Linked DNA regions of Mus musculus: region 1 is linked to region 2. Evidence: chromatin contacts called from public promoter capture Hi-C data. All regions are on one chromosome and are shown on one strand. The core of a region is the stretch at or near the end of the contact, and the rest is flanking DNA. Distances in the headings are between cores, read along the strand shown. Region 1 holds the start of Shc3 (src homology 2 domain-containing transforming protein C3). Region 2 holds the start of 4930518P08Rik (RIKEN cDNA 4930518P08 gene).

What was found. Promoter capture Hi-C pulls out the DNA fragments that hold promoters and counts their contacts.
Region 1: a promoter capture Hi-C map of liver shows a contact between it and region 2, with 4 times the contacts expected there. The contact joins the promoter of Shc3 here to the promoter of 4930518P08Rik in region 2. A contact is called at or near these places in 5 of 39 promoter capture datasets (the 3T3-L1 cell line, liver, pre-B cells and 1 more).

What each region holds. Positions count from the first base shown.
Region 1 is chr13:51,567,585-51,573,190 of GRCm38.p6, forward strand. Shc3 (src homology 2 domain-containing transforming protein C3) reads right to left here and starts at 1,867. Exons shown (of 12, transcript NM_009167.5): 1 at 1-1,867.
Region 2 is chr13:50,761,420-50,766,917 of GRCm38.p6, forward strand. 4930518P08Rik (RIKEN cDNA 4930518P08 gene) reads right to left here and starts at 3,829. Exons shown (of 4, transcript NR_045364.1): 1 at 3,606-3,829; 2 at 3,039-3,359.

The sequences.
Region 1 (5,606 bases), core at 617-3,116, 800 kb after region 2:
CAGCCGAGGCCGACGACCGAGCCCTTTTCACCGTTACAAGGCAGCAGAGCAGCAGCCACGCAGCGCGGGCCCTGGAGACCGAGGGTTGGGGTGGAACGCTTGCCTTGCAAAAGTCATAGTTGCGGCTGATGGAGCGAGCGGCCAGCTGCACGGGGCTGCTCCCAGCAAAAGCGTGACTCACTCTGAGGAGACCCTTCTCAACAAAGGCTCGGTGAGCTCCGCAAATCACTTCCTGTAGCAAAAAGAGAGAGAAGAAAACGACATCCACCCGCTGACAGCAACTACAGCCAATCAGTTCTCAAATTTCCTTTTTCTACCTTCGCAGATATTTCCTTCCAGTCTTTGCCTTTTCACCTACCCCCTCCCCATCCCGCATCTGTGCCAAAGGTAAATCCAGTCCCGTCAAATGATCTCTTGAACTTTCCGCAACCCATTATTCCGTGCAATGGCTTGCTCTTCCCTTGCTCAGCTCATGTGGATGAAGCCCAGAAGTGTCTGACAGGGATGCGTTCAAATGTGACGAAGGCTTTTAAAGAAGTCTTCAAGGCGAATCCTGATGAATCCTGATTTTGGAAAGTAGCAAGAATTTTAAGTAGGAAAAAAAAAAAGAGGGGGGACCCTTCACCAGCAGATGAATATTTAAGAAAGAAAGAAAAAAACCTGTCAGTTTCCTGTGGTTTGCTTTTCTTGTTCAGATCAGCAGAGCAGCCATGTATCTGTGGCGGTGCAATTCCTGTACCAATTCACGAAAAAAAAAAAAAATCAGCACAGAAATTTCTTCTCAGTACAGCTCAGAGGGGGTCTTCCCTAATAATTTACAGCAGTCAGCAGCCGTACTCAGCTAGGGTTCAGTTGAAAAATCTACTTCAAAAAAAAACCTGCATCTCTGCTGAGCGGCAACAGGCTCCAGAAATCCATGCCAAAAAAAGAGAGAGAGAGAGAAAGAGGGCCGCGTTTTGAGTTTTATTCCAAGTGAATGTGTTTCAGCCCTGGAAGCATGCCTTAGTAGCATTACCAATCCGTTTCAATGTCCCTTCAGTTGCTGCTTGCAGCCCTGCAGTCAGGCAGGAAAAAAAATGCGGCTGCTCTAACTGTCCATCAAATCCACAGCAAGAATGGCCTCTTCCTTGCGAGTCGGGCCCAGGCTTGCAGTGACACGCACAGGCCTTCTTCCTGACGCTTGGGAGAATAGGACATCGACAGCCTCCCCGAGGGTCTGACCAAGATTCTGAGACCCACTGAGCCCTTCCTCGGTGGCCTCTACCAGGTGGCCTCATGTGTTAAGACAGATAACCTGCACCACCGAGAAGTCAATCGCTGTCAAAGTTTCCTGGTAACTTCTGTGCAAGCGAATGCATTTGCCTTCTAGCACACTAGCAGGTCACCCTGAGTCTTCTCACGCCCAGGGCTGATCTCGGGAGGCAGTGCGGTTCCCAGGCTTTCTGGGAGCCCCAGGAAGGGAGTTTAGGGAGAGCCACCCGTGGCGGCCGTGCAAGTGAGGCCGGTTCCAGAGGACGAAAAAGCGCAGAGCCGCCAGGCCCGCCCTGGCGCAGCAAACACGTCCCCACCGCTCTCCAACCGCGCGGCAGCCCTAGCTGAACAGCCACCCCGCACTCTCTTTTCTCCCTTCCTCTAGCTCGCATAGCAACAGCAGATGCGCACCCCACGGACGATTTCGATGGTGATTGGAGTCCCCCTCCAATCTGAAGCAAGTCAGCCCCACCATTCCCAAACCGTGGTCTTCTTCATTAGAAGCAGACAAAAAGAAAAAAAGAAAAAGGAAAAAAAAAAAAAACAGACCGAATGTGAATGAGATGCTGTTTGTGTGAATGAAAGGGCCGGCGAGCGAGCCAGCGTTTCTGTGAATGGAGCGGGTCCTTGCAGCCGGTGCCAGGCAATCCCCTGGGCTCAGGCGGCTTCAGCCAATGAGAGGCTGAGCCGATGACTCATTCAACAAAGGCTCGCTCAATAGTGGAAGATTCCATTTCAATCAAGGGCGGGATCTTTTATCCAACAGCAGTGTGGGAAAAAAAAAGAGAAAGAAAAAAAAAAAAATAACACCACCCAGATTGATTACAAAAATTCTGGGAGGAAGAAACAAGCCGGTATAGAGAGATGGGGAAAATTAGTTTTATAAGGGTGTTGGAGACTATCGGGTCAGTTCCGGGTGAAGCAGGACCACTCTCTGGGAGGTGAGCTGTACCCAAACTTTCATTCACTGGTTCTTCTACCTCACAGAGCAGCCATGAATGTACCAGCTTTTATTATGAATGCACACAGAAGACCCAGTCAAAGGCTAGCCTCTTCCCCATGAAGTCTTTCCTAATAAAGGAATAAAGAAGACCTATGCAAGCTAAGTCTCCAGAGCAGCGGAGGGGATCCCAAAGCTACATCATTTAACCCTTTAGCCAACAAGGAGACTTTGGATTCTATTATGAGGCCAACGGAGGGAGCCGACTGAGAAAATATGAATGGCGGTGTAAATTTACATACAACAATTAGACTCGTTGGTGTTAGACGTTAATATACCAAGAATATCATATAGTACAGCTAGAGCTGCTGTTAGCTGGAAAGTGATACGAATATTTTGGTGTACAGGAAAAAAGAAAATAAATTAAAGAGCCCAAATGCGTCAGATGGAATTCCACAGCCCCTGCAGGGGAACTCTGCTCACGTGCCTGTCCCAGGAGAGCCCTTTGTTCGCCCTAGGGAGCCTGGCTGTCGCTTATTTTAGGCATGATCCCCCAAAGCCCAAGCTCTGGGCTGTCAACTCGAAACAAACTGGCACCAGTGAGAACGAGGATAGATAATTCTAGATGCCATGTTCAAAGTCTGCGCTATGCTGTGACTATCACGTGTTCACTGGATGCTTATGTTGAAGTCTAATCCTGGCCACCTTTCTTTCAAAAGGTGAAAGCTTAGTCTGTGTCATTTAGGGGAGGGGCTTCTGGGACAGGACTGGGATTAGGTCATCAGAGTAGAGGAGCAATAGCCCAGTCTGTAAAATGCTTTATCTTGCAAGCAAGAGGACCTGAATTCAATCCTCAAAAACTCAACATTTAAAAAAACAAAACCAAAAATACTAACAGACAAACAAATAAATGGGCTGACGACCCAGTGTTACACAGCCAGCCAGCCCAACCCCTCAGCAAGTTTTAAGCCAAGAAGAGACCTTATTTCAAACAAACAAGATGGGGTCAGCAAGATTGCTATCAACCTTGATGATTGGAATTTAGTCCCCAGGAGCCACACAGTGGAGATGATGTTGTCCTCTGACCCCCTACACATGTGCTCTAACATGCATCTAATGAAAAGCTATTTTTAAAGAAAACATGGCTGTCATCCAAGAAATGAGAGTGGAGGCCATACTCTGTCCTCCACATGCAGGTATGGCACACTTCCACACAAGCACACACAAGGATGCACCTGCACACATATAACCACATAGAAGTAGAGAGTCTGAACACACACACTCGTGTGTGCACACAGGCATACGTGTTCCCAGTCTCTCACCGTCTTAAGCCCTGAGCCACCTCAGACTCTGCTAGCAAGAATCCCAAGAATTTGGTCTCTCAGCTGTACCAGACTAAGGAGCAGAGGTAAATTATCTTTATTCATAACTCACTTAGTTTATTGGACTGTGTTATTAACCAGAGATATGGATGGAAATCCTATAACAATGCCAAGAAAGTGCCTTGCCTGGGCAGCTGACATTGAGAACTGCTCACCCCTGACCACCTGTAGCCAGGCATCTTCCACTGAGAGGAGTGCAAGGCAAAGTCCACATTTCCTACCTGGAGGATTCACCTGAGTCAAGTCCTGTTCATCAGAGTGGAGAGTCTAATCAGGTGAGGAAGGGAATAAGTGCATGGGAGTGGCCAGCTTAGGGTTAGGAGCCTTCTGTGTAGAGGCATCAAGTGCAGAGGTTGAAACCCGGGAATTCCAAATTGTCTAGATGAGATATAAAAAGGGTGGTCAGATATGGGGTAGGTGGTACATGCTTCTGATCCCAGCATTTGGGCAGTTGAAGCAGGACATTTGAGGGCTCTAGTGGGACAGTCTGGGTTACATGGTGAGATTTCATCTCGAAAACAAACAAAACAGCCAGAAATTGTAGGATAAGCATAAATCCCGAGCCATCTGAGGAACTGCCCTCACCAACCAGGCACACCTACTGCAAGTCCAGCTTACATCCTGTTTTGCATAAAGGAAGCCAAGGGTCACTGGGGCTACACAATGTGCAGTGACCACATCTTCTATCTTCATGGCCACACACAACCCTGCCTCAGAGAGGTAGGTGTGGTGTACAGTGTCCAGTGGGGCTTCTCCCTTCGGGCAGTGCTCATTCATCATTAACGACAATGTTGCCAGTGGACTGAGAGACAAAAAGGTTCAGACTTTCTAGAAGATAGAAGATGGGCTATATTACAAAGAGAGGCTAGGGAGATGGCCAGTCAGTGAGATGGCTGACAATACACCCAGAACCCACAGAAAAAGCCAGGCGCGGTAGTGTGTACCTGAAGTCCTCATGCTGAGAACAAAGATCCCAGAAGCTCCATAGTCAGTCCTATCCAAACAATGAGCTCTGCTTTCATGACAGATGCTGTCTCAAAAATTAAGGTGGAGCTCAGGGATTGAGAGCACTGGCTGCTTTCCCGGGGGACCACAGTTAGATTACCAGCACCCACATGGTGGCTCACAACTGTCTGGGATTCTGACTCCAGGGAAGTTGATGCCCTCTTCTGGATCCTTCCGCACTAGGGCTCACACATGCCGTCGAAACATCAGTATCCATAAAACAAAAATAAGAAAGGGAGAGAGTGATAAAGACATCTTCCTGCAGTCACACGCACGCACACACATGAAAACACACACAAACACATATGCATGCCAAAAGCATAAACACAAATATTAAGATGTAATAGAGTATAACGGAGGTGAAGCTATTGTGTCTTACAGTGTAAAAGAGGAGACCAGAATGGAAGCAAGTAGGGAGCAGGGACAAGGGAGAGAGAGTGGACCAACTGACCCTCCCTGGGGAGGATGGAAGTGATTGACAGCTCTTTCAAGGTCCAGGTATGAAACAGAAATCTTCCTCAGGAGGCAAATGCAGAGGACAGCATTAAAATCAGACTCGTGGAGATGGCCTCAGGTCATCCAAAAAGAAGGAGAGACACCAGAAATTCGCAAGAACCAAAATCCTTGGTGGACCAATGAGCTTATCCCAGTCATTTGTTGGAGTATGGGTGAGGGTTTACTTACGGGAGCATAGACAATTCAAAGGCAACTATGTTACCAAAAGCCCTACCCCAGCAGGAACAACTTATGAAAGCCATATTCCCCAGGAACTTGCAGGCCACCCCACTGAACAGTCTCCCGCTAGCAACTGCCTACTGCTTTGACAGCCTTGAGACTGTATGAGTTTTACAGGTCTCTGAGTCTTCTTTCATTAACTTCCCCCAACCCCCATCTCTGGGAGGACGTATTTAAACTAGGAGGAAATAACCACACAGTGGGATTGCAGGCTTTGGGTTGGCTTTCCTGGTAGATGTTTATCAGACCAGCACAAATAGATAGATAGATAGATAGATAGATAGATAGATAGA
Region 2 (5,498 bases), core at 2,579-5,078:
TTTCTAGTGACTCAAGCAAGAAACATTTCTAGAACAACTTGAAAGTCAATCATGGCAGGAAGTTGGAGCGAGACTGGCAGGGTGACCTCTTTGAGTGCTGATCATGGTCTGCTGTCGACCATGCTTGCCCAAAGCCCAGTTTCCTCAGTCCATAAAGCCAACATCCTAGAAGGGTTGAACATCCCATGAGAATGCCCACCCCCAGGAGCCTAACTTCCTTGACCTGAGGTCTCACCTAAGTCAGAAAGTAAGACACCTGGCATCTTGTGAGGCTCAGGTGGGGCCCAAACCTGAAGGTTCTGGAGCCAGGGGATGTCATGCTAAGGGACACTCCAGCCTCATACCTTCCCTGATCTGCCTTTCAAATTCTACCATCTGTGTCTCTTGCTAACGTTCCCATTTACCTGGAAAAACTTCATCAAAAGTTTCAAGTCAGCTGCCATGGTACAGAATCCTCTCTCTTCCTGGTTATCTGCAGGGTTTCAGGGGCCTCAAAGCAGGACCCTATCTGCTTCTGCCTGGGCCATACAACTGCACAGGAGCACTGCCTGCCTTGTCAGGACCAAGCTTGCTTTCTCCTGGTTAGAACCTGCCAGAGCAAGGCTATCCTGGGAGCCCAGAGATTCAGCATGTAGTCAAGCCGGAGCCTTGCAAAGATGATGGGTGACACACAACAGGTGGGTAGGTGGGTGGCCTCAGAAGACACTGAAGAAGTGAGACTATCATGAAGACTGAAATAGGATTCCAGTATCAATGATGAAAGCACCATGACTGTGGAGTCACTGGAGGTGCATCAGTGATGTCACTGCTGAGGGCTAATTGAGCCTCCCTGACAGCCTGATGTCACTGCCTGAATTATCAATGAATCTGGCAAAGTCAGGCTTGAGATCTGTAAAAACCTTTCCTCTACTCTAGAATGCAGGCATGTGGGCCTGAAATCACAATAGCGGGAGGTATACACTTAACAAAACAGTTTCCAGAATGGTCCCCTGGTCCTCTGCCACCTCACCGAGCCACACTCCCCACCTCAGCCAGCCTGTTCTCTCTCTCTCTCTCTCTCTCTCTCTCTCTCTCTCTCTCTCTCTCTCTCTCTCTCTCTCTCTCTCTTCCAGAGCATCTAGAAGCAACATGGAGACTTTGGTGACTCTCTGCTCTCTGAATGAGCTTGAAGTACACCAGAGAGCAGAAGGAGCATTTTGCCAAAGAGAAGGTTTCAGAAGGAGCCCCAGCAGGATACTTCTACAACCAGGAGAGAGGTGGCCACAGAAGGACCACAGCAGAACAGCAAGTAAAAGGTTTGCAGGGATGAGGGCCTCCCAAGCTGGTGAGCTGAGCCCATGCTCAGCTCAGGAAACTAGGTGGGTACTGTTGGGAGCATGCCCTCCCTATGCCCATCAGAGAAGTGACATTCTCCCCCAGAAAGGCATTTTAAGAGAAGGATTGAAAATGTTCTGCAGTATGTGAATAACATTGTCTAGGAAATGGATTACTTTTAGGTTAGTGCATTGTCCCTGTAGCTACTTTCCAGAGCTGGATCTAAGTCCAAAGGAATCTTTTTCTATACATGGGACAGAAGGATGCTCATGACATCATTAGAGACAGCCTACTGCAAAAGATAGGCTCAGACACAAAGAGGCCCATCATAATGAAGATACCACGATGAGTTATGCCCAGCCCCCTGGGGGCAGCTACTCCTATCAACAGTGGGGGTCATTTTGGCAAAGAACAAAGCAGAGTGATGAGAGACATAAGCCATGGCCATCAATCATATCAGCTCCAGAGGCCACAGACATCCAGTGAAAAACAAGGTGATCACAAACAGGGACAGCAATCAGCCTGAACCTCTGGCTAGGTTTTACATTTGTGCAGGTGTAGGTATGGGTACACAGAGGCATAAGAAGGCCCAGCATCTCACACATCACAAGGAGGGCTCAGGAATGCTGGGGCTGTGCTATCTCCTGCGCCCTGGGCTTCCTTGAGAGAAATGAAATCCCCAGGACAGAAGCCAGTTCTCCATGATGTAGTCTGTGGGAGCTGAGCCTGGTAGCCCCTCAGCTCTCCTGGGTGACAAAGTAGTGTTGTCCTCCTCAGTTGTGATTTGAATAAAAATGGCTCCAATAGGCCCATAGGGAGAGGAGAGATGACCTTGTTGGAGTAGGTGTGGCCTTGGTAGAGGAAATGTGTCACTGTGGAGGTGGGCTTTGATGTCTCATAGGCTCATGCCAAGCCTAGTGACTCAGTCTTCCTTCCTGCTGCATGCAGACCCAGATGTAGAACTCTCAGGTACCATTCCAGCACCATGTCTGCCTGCATGGTGCTAGGCTTCTTGCCAGGATAATGGACTAAACCTCATGACTGTAAGCTTTTCCATGATGTCCCTAACTAAAACAGTAGTCATTGTTTGCCCCCTCAAGATCCCTTGGATATGCCACACTGAACTTGCATCACTACAATGTTTGGTGACTATGGATGGCATTTGAGGGATGTGTCACTCTGACCAGGGCTCTCTTGCTTTCCATCTTCTCAAGCCTATGTGTGCAGTCGTGGGGTCCATGGGCAAGAAGCCTCTGCCCTCACAGGACATAGCACTAACTCTAGTGATGGGATCTTTGGCTCTGAGCATCCTCTCTCTAACACCATCCCAGTGACCCTTGCTCTTGGCCTAAACCACAAGCCTGGAAAAACCTAAGCTCCATCACAGACTTTTGAAAGCAAGCAGAACCTTCAATCAAGAAATACTATTTCCTAAGAGCTTTTTTAACTCCAGAAAGCATGAATTGCTGATTGATGTGGAAGCCAGACCTAAGAATTCTCAATGTGACTCATAGCTGGCTGACGTTTATACATACACAAAGCACTAACACTACACTCAGAGCAGAGGAGGGTACCTAATGTTATCAAGAGCATGACCTGGGATCATACAGTAAGTCCTTCTGGGTTTCCAGCACTTGCCATTCCATGAGACCAGCCGAAGACCAGGCTATCCTACAGGACTGGCTCACACAAAGGAAGGGGCTTGTTCAAAGTGCAGGAATTACCTGGGCACTGAGCAGGCCAGGAAGGGTCCTGGCTAGGCAGCACTCATCTTGAGGAAAGCTTCAAGTCCTAGGGTCTGTCCACTTGGTCATGAAGATGCATCAAAACAGAGGAGCAGCCTGTTTTGCTGCTCTAAAGCCTTCCAGATATTCCCACTATGAGAACACAGGTCACCTTTCCCCTAATTTAGGTGCAAATGCGTGCATATCTGTCTGTCTGATTACATGTGTGTCACAGACTTGCAACACCTGTGGAGGCTACTGATATGAAACCCTGCTCCATTTCCTGGGCTGGTGTAGTTCCTTCTTCCTCCAGACAGGTCCCTGGGATAAAGAGGAAGAGAAAGAAGTTGGAGGCCTGCACCTTTTCTGTAGCCCACAGGGGGCAGTATAGGGCCTGAGTTCCCAGGGGCTCCTCCCACTTCTCCCTCTTTCAAACATTCTTCCAGCACTCCCCTTGCAATTGCCTTCCCTTTCGGGTCTCCAAAGCCCTGCTCTAAGATTTCCTTATCTCCTCCCTTGCCACACTCTGTAGGACTCTCTGGCTGGGCTACAGTTGGCAAAAATCACCTTGAGCAGAACAGTGTCCCCAGATGCTATGGTTTCAATATTGCCAGGCATGTCAGCTCCACAGTCAAGTCCGAGCCGCCCCCAGCACCTCTGAATTCCCCCCAAAAGCCATGGGGGACACAGGTTCTCTGTTGGTTCCTGGGTAGGGATCCTTACAGGAAGGCTTCCAGCAGATACATTAACAAGGTCCAGATCTGTTCTACTCCAGATTCACTGCACACCCAGCAGTTAAACAGCGGAAGAGCAGCGAATCTTTCCGATACAGTCTGATTGGCTGCAGGCATCATGTGCAGCATGCACCATGTGATCAACTGGCAGCCTGTAATTGAATCCATTCCTGTGATTGGCTGGAATTTCTTTGCTGTGATTGGCTGACATTCGATTGCTTAGTTACAAGATTAACCTACCCTTGGTTCATATAGGAAATGAGGTCACAGGTCTCTGTATGGTGGCCACATTGGACAAACCTCATTGGTTTTTGTCCAAACTAGAGTTCAACAGTCCCATTTCTTTCGTCCTTCCAGGTCACTCAAGTATGGGCCTTGATGGGCCGTGCCACTGTCTGCCAGGATTGAAAGGAATCTTAAGGATTCCTTACAAAGTTCACATTTCACAGTGCCAGGTTAGCCCCGCACTCTTAGGAATTCCTTCTTCGGCATTCTGACTATAAAGGCACGATTTGGTGGGAAAGAAGAGCAGCTCTTTGTTCAATAATTAAGGCGAGTCCTAAGAGATACAGGCAGACAATATTGCTGACATCCATTCTTCCTCAGAACCCTCTCTGAGGCACAGGGAGCAAAGCTGCACAGCTTGACAGTCAGGCCTCAGAGGCGGCTCAGCAGCTTGTGAGCCCCACTGCTCACAGGCTGCAGATGGACTCCGGAGTGCAGGGTGACTGACTGAGAGGTGCCCATTCCTGCAGGCCACCTGGCAACAGGCATCTTAGTGATCCACAGGCCAATCCATTGCCTGCTTTGATTAATTTAACCATGATGATTTGGGTCAATGGTCTTTCTCCTCCCATCTGTGGGATTAACACTACCCTGACACTCTCTAAATTCAAACTCTGAAAGAGGAGAATCAAAAAGAATTGTTTGATGTTGTTTTGAGACAAGGACTTGCTATTAGCACAGGCTAGACTAAAACTTTCTGCAATCCTGACTTAGTCTCCCTAAAGCTTGGAAACACAGGCATGAACCTCTACACCCAAGAGAACATCAAGAGAAGGCAAATCTCAACTCAAAATGATGAGCGTATCCTCCTGCCATCAGGAATTTGAGAGGCCAGAAGGCAGCGGGCTGATATAGTCAAAGTGGTAAAATCTGAGAACATTCCTGTCGGTTGTGTTCACTGTATGTATGTGTGTGTCCCCAAAAGACAATTATGCTGTTGGTATTCTATATATGGTGTTTCTGATAAATGTATACTTTGTATCGCTGTTTTAGATAGAGAAAAAAATAATCAGCCAATCAGTTTATTCCAATGAGGATTTAACGCATGCTCTGTGGAGATGTCATTTCTTTGGCGTTCCTCCCAAATGGGAATTTATTATGCCACACTTCAGAAAAACAAAACATGAAACCCTTCCTGCTTGGGAACATGATTCCAGAGTTAAGAATTTGGTTAGTGCTGTCTAGCTTGAATTTTGTATATATGTATACATAAACATATACATATGCATACATATACACGTTTCTCTCTCTCTCTCTTTCTCTCTCTCTCTCTGTCTCAGTCTCTCTCTCTCTCTCTCTGTGTGTGTGTGTGTGTGTGTGTGTGTAAATAGCTATGTATACCACTGTTCCATATTTCATGTGGTCCATAGAAGAAGTATATTTTCATTTTTTTATGTATATATGAGACTAAGCTGCGGTCTGAATAATTTTCTCTAGTGGT